2 separate regions of the Zea mays genome follow, and region 1 is linked to region 2. A link is a contact called in public Hi-C data. All regions are on one chromosome and are shown on one strand. Each heading gives the region's core, a stretch centred on a gene start, on an enhancer-like site or on the middle of the called end of the contact. The rest is flanking DNA. Distances are from core to core; before and after follow the strand shown.

What was found. A called contact is a pair of places that touch in the nucleus more often than the background predicts.
Region 1: a contact with region 2 is called in a Hi-C map of ear, with 2.3 times the contacts expected there. The contact joins the promoter of LOC100276605 here to the enhancer-like site in region 2. A contact is called at or near these places in 2 of 25 Hi-C or Micro-C datasets (ear and tassel).

The regions. Positions count from the first base shown.
Region 1 is chr4:242,272,417-242,275,116 of Zm-B73-REFERENCE-NAM-5.0, reverse strand. It overlaps LOC100276605 (Non-structural maintenance of chromosomes element 4 homolog A), which reads right to left and starts at 1,417. Exons shown (of 7, transcript NM_001150354.2): 1 at 1,014-1,417; 2 at 818-898. The coding sequence starts at 1,113.
Region 2 is chr4:242,058,123-242,060,822 of Zm-B73-REFERENCE-NAM-5.0, reverse strand. It overlaps LOC100275773, which reads right to left. Exons shown (of 9, transcript NM_001350156.1): 9 at 2,516-2,700. Among protein-coding and RNA genes, the nearest start is that of LOC111591414, 15 kb to the right of the region's middle. Within about 2 kb of position 1,387, at least 19 of the 20 cell types and tissues checked have an H3K27ac peak or open chromatin away from gene starts, as enhancers often do. A contact at or near this core is called in ear and tassel, where this site is marked.

The DNA.
Region 1 (2,700 bases), core at 168-2,667, 210 kb before region 2:
TGCCAATTAACATGGAAGAACAACAAATACAAATTGCAGAGACTGTATACAGTACATATGTGTGTCCATGTTACATGTATTTTATAAATCTATCTAAAACTAACAGAAGAATATTAAGATAAGTTGTTGTAAAAAATATTTATGCTAGATTACACATCTAAGAGAGGCATCAAAGTCTATAGATTATACTTAACAGTTCTCTGCTATTGCTATATACTGACGCTCAATTAAGTATTTGCAACAAAATGGCATCTAGTAGATTTGAAATAGGAATATGAATAATACAATACCATCACCAAGATAACAGACTGACAAATGAGTTCACAAATATCCAAATATTTCAAATTCAGCGTGAATATCAACAGCTATTCTTGATTAGGGAACATGCATTTTGAAGGTCTAGAGTGAATCTATCTGTAAGCTGGTTAATCTTGGTCCCACGTAAGCTACCAAAGCATTCAGATTGAGTGGGGCACTATTGAAAGGAACAAAAGCAAACAACTTGTGGGCTAGCGGAAACTGAGCTTGTTAACAATTAAAAAGAAGTCCAAAGAAAGCAGTTCCATTCAATTGAAGCCATTTTGTACCCTACTTCTGATGTTATTGTTCCTAAAACATGCTGCAAACACCCCAGAAAACATTTTTACAGTAACCAGGCACACCATTGAAATGGTAAAAACAATTCCTAAATCGAAAATCATGCAGCAAGTCCAAGCAAAAGTTTTTCACCTCACGACTCTTCAAAGTTCAACACACTTGCTTTCTGAAATGGAAAAAAAACGCAGTCGTTCACAAGCAACAGAGAGACGATGCTTACCGAGCTCGTGTAGGCAATCCACCTGCTGGATGATGGCTGTGAACCTGTCCGAATCCGCCCTCGACATCTCATCCCGCTCATCTGCGCACAAACAAGACTCCCTCAGAGGTCAAAACCACACCCCAAACCCGAAATGGACCCAAACCCGGTCGAGCCGGAGCGGACAAGACAAGAGAGAGCGCGAGAGGCCGCCTACCGCTGATGATGTTCTTCACGGCGTGGTACCGCGACCGCAGCATCCGCCGCTCCACCGTCCCCTGCCGCTCGCCGCTGCTCTCCCCCGCGGCCCCCGCCATCGTGTTACCAAACTTACAGCCAAACCCTAGGCCTCGAGTCCCAGCCCTAGCCGCGCGGGGTGGCTGCGACGTTGAATGACCGGGTTGGCAAGGGAACCAGACGAGGGCGCGAACCAGAGCGGGCGGGAATCTGGGATGTGCGAAATTTTTCGGGCAGCCGGAGTGCCGTGCCGAGCAGAAGATGGAAGAGGCCGCGGGGATTTGAAATCTTCCCGAGGAAGAGGGCTGCCGTGCGCATTGCGGCGACCCGCTCCTATAGTTACCGATTTCAACAATTACCCCTCTCGTCTCTCCGTATTTGTGCCTTCTTTTCATTTTTAAATGTCTCCCTCTCATCTCCCGCTATTTGTATCTTCTATTCATTTTTAAATATATCTTTTATTCCTCCTCTTTGACCTCCTCTCCAACAATTCCTCCTATTCAGTCCCTTTATATTTTATAAGTGTGATATTTGATTTTTATACATCAATTTTTAAAGTTAAAAAATAGTACAATATTTATAGTGTCATAATACACATTGTTATCTGTTAATTAAACTTAAAAAGTTAATTTCACACTGTCGGAGAGAAAATCTCCGGCCGAGTGGCGGAGTGCATCCGCTATAAATCCTAAGATGAGGAGGGGCCTAAGCGTTTTGCTCGTTAGTTGGAAAATGGGAAGAACACAAGAACACACAAGGATTTAGAGTGGTTCGGGCCGCCAGAGCGTAATACCCTACTCCACCGTGTGATGTATTGCTTGAGAGTTTGAGTTGCCTAGAATCACTTGGGTCTAAGTGAGCCTATCTGCATGCCTCCCCTTTTATAGTTCAAAGGGGGCATGTACAAGGGTTCTGAGCCCCGACAAGTGGGCCCAGAGACAAATGGAAGGATGGAACTACTGCTTGCCCGACCCATGTAATCTCCGTGCACCTTGATATCCGTAATGCGTTCAGTATAGATATCTTGCTGCAGCGCCCTCGGTAACGCGCGAGTCATGATGGGTGCGGCGCATGCCACGACGTAGGTATACTGTTGGCCAACGGGAATAGCCTGACACGCCGCCTGCAGGGCCGGCCCTGAGGGTGTGCAGGGTATGCCACCGCTCAGGGCCCCCAAGGTCCGTAGGGCCCCCGTTTATCTATCTTATATCCAAATACATATACGATAAATTTTTATTCTCATTCTTTTGTTGCGTCTCTTTTATTTTCTATCAATCATCTCTTCGATATCGCGCAACAGTCTGCTTAATGACAAATACTAAAATTGACGTGGGAAGGACTGAAGGTGTTGTACACCTGTGCCTGTCGCGTTGCTTAATTCTATCCACCGGAGGGCCGACCCTAATAACCTACATTGTTTAATCCTAGTTTAGTTTGCTGAACTTTGTTTTCAGAAGATTTGCTCTAATATATTTAGATTTGGTTTACTATGCATTTTAAGGTTTATGCTAGTTTGACAAATTAAAAGTAAAAATACTCTCTCAAAAGTCAAAACAAATGTAGAGTTATATTACATAATTTGTATAATTTTATGACTCATAAAATAATGTAACAACGTCTACAGTCATATCATTTTGAATAAAATTGTGTAAATCTTTAACTTCTTT
Region 2 (2,700 bases), core at 138-2,637:
GTGCATTCTCTATATTGAATGCACCCAGGCGTAAGTCCTGTTTCGCGCGCCTCCCCGCCGCCGCCGCGCGCATCCCTATCCCCGCGCCGCCGTCGTCTCCTCCTTCTTCCTCCGATCCTCTAAACCTAGATCCCACCGCCGCCGAGCGCCTCCCTGTCCTCGCGCCGCCGCGCGCCTCCCTGTCCCCGCGCCGCCGCGCGCCTCTATGTCTGCGTGCCTCCCTGTCCCCCGCATTAGGTGGGATTGCAAGCCCGCATTATGTGTGATTGCAACTGTTGTATAATTTTACTCAAATATCTGTTAAAAAATATAAACAAAATGATTGCAACCAATGGTGTGTTGTAATTGCAACTGCTGGTGTAGTGTGGATGCAACTGCTGAGTTGCTCTTATGTGATTGCAAGTACTGAATAACTCTGAGAAATTTTGTTAAAAAATATGATTGCAACTGCTGGTCTGGTGTAATTGCAACTGCTGGTCTGGTGTGATTGCAACTTCTATATAACTATGTCCAAAAATCTGTTAAACAAACAAGATTGCAACTACTGGTCTGGTGTAATTACAACTGTGGGTCTGTTGTGATTGCAACTTCTATATAACTATGTCCAAAAATATGTTAAACAAACAATAATTGCAACTGCTGTCTGGTGTAATTGCAACTTCTGATCTGGTGTGATTGCAACTTCTATATAACTATGTCCAAAAATCTGTTAAACAAACAATGATTGCAACTGCTGCCTGGTGTAATTGCAACTGCTGGTCTGGTGTGATTGCAACTTCTATATAACTATGTCCAAAAATCTGTTAAACAAAACAATGATTGCAACTGCTGTCTGGTATAATTGCAACTGCAAGTCTGGTGTGATTGCAACTTATGTGATGAGGTTGAGCCGTTCGCGGAGGAGCCGTTCACGGAGAAAGAGGGGCGGGGGCGGGAAAATGAAAAGGTTCTGTCCGGAGCGTGCGGGAGGGACGAAACCGGCCTGGGTGAGACGGTTGGCTCGAACCTGGCACATAGGTTCGGCCTGGGCGCATTCTCTATATTGAATGCACCCAGGTGTAATATATAAATACAGTATATATATATATATATAGGGCTGGACCTGTTTTTAGTCGACAGCTAACAAATTCTCTATAGTTGGACCGTCCGACATTTTTGATGATGTTCAACACTAACACAAGGACTGGTTTGGTGGACATAGAAATAGCACTTTCAAGCAAGCAAGGAGGGGAAGTATATGGAAATTCCAAGGGATCCGGCTTCAATTGGAGCGTTCGATCACTGTCCAAGTGGCGCCCGTTCCTGGACAGTGCATGATAAGGTTTGGGCAGGCCCATCCATGCACGTGGGCACGTGGCGTGTGGAGTGGCGACACGGCGCTGGGCCCGCTTGTAGACAGATCGGAGGAGCTGAGGAGCTGACGCGGGCGGAGAGGACAAACGGGGAGGCGATGCACGGCCCACACCCATCCCCAAACCTTATCCCTAGCTGGCTGGCTCGCCCATTGGGCGGACGCGGATTTCCCCGCGTGGGATGCCTCATGCACTGCACTGCACTTGTCAATTGCTCGTTGGAACGACTCGCGTGCATGTCACACGACGCCCGCCCATGCGCAACACAAGGCTCTCTCGGCGGCAGTACGCGAACTGCTAGCGCCGGCCGGCCGGGCCAGCCCTGTGCCTGTGCGGCGGGGACCAGCCGGAACGTACAAGAGATGCATGAAACACGAGCCGGGCGTGTCGCGGTCAGCTAGAACTAGCAGCCGAAACAGCAGCCCATACGGAAGCGGAACAACACAACACGACGCGCAGCGCAGAGCGCAGACGTGGATGGTGGATGGATGGATGGATGCATGCATATGTATGCGCTCTTCGTACATCACCGCACAATAATTGCATGCAGCCCGGCACGGCATACATATATATATATGGGATGTGACTGACCCACCTCTCTGCGCCACAAAATAAAGAGTATGCAGCCTGGTTTTAAATAAGGAGGGGCTAGCTGGTCGACTTCCAACCGTCGTTTACGTTACGTGACGGAGCCCACGTCGACCGTCGGAGCCGATTATTTTAATCCGACGTCCATTCAGCCGGCCGGTCGGTATCATCAGCAACATTAAAAGCCAAACTGGTCCATATCGATCTCGTTAGAGCCAAAACGATAGATACTAACTGGTCCGTATCGATCCACGTCGGAGAACTTACCGTAAGTTATATCCTAGTTGATTCATGTGGTTTTGACTGCTTCATTTTTTTTAAAAAAAAATGAAAAATCTTAGATCCAGTATATAGGTAGTTTTTGAAAAAGTTCAAAAAAAAACTATTTTAATAAAACATCATTTTTAATTTCAACGAGAAGTTCGTCAAATAAAAGCTAATATGCTGAGATAACAACTGGGCCAAAACATGTTGCAAATAAATTCTGACAATAATCGTCCTGAGAGTGGCAAAACCTTGACCAACGAAAAAAGTTGCAAACAAGCATGTCTATAAGGATGAGCACAATACAGTTGATCCAATAGAGGGTTGACATGACGAGCCATTTAGCAAAACGGGATGAAGAAATGTTTACAACGTATGATTCACCAGTCCCTATTACATACTCGTGGACGTTATCAAGGGCCAAAAAAAATGAGTAGGCTTGGAGATTACATCCTAATTAGTACCTCCAACTCGCAGCAAAGGGAATATACCCAAA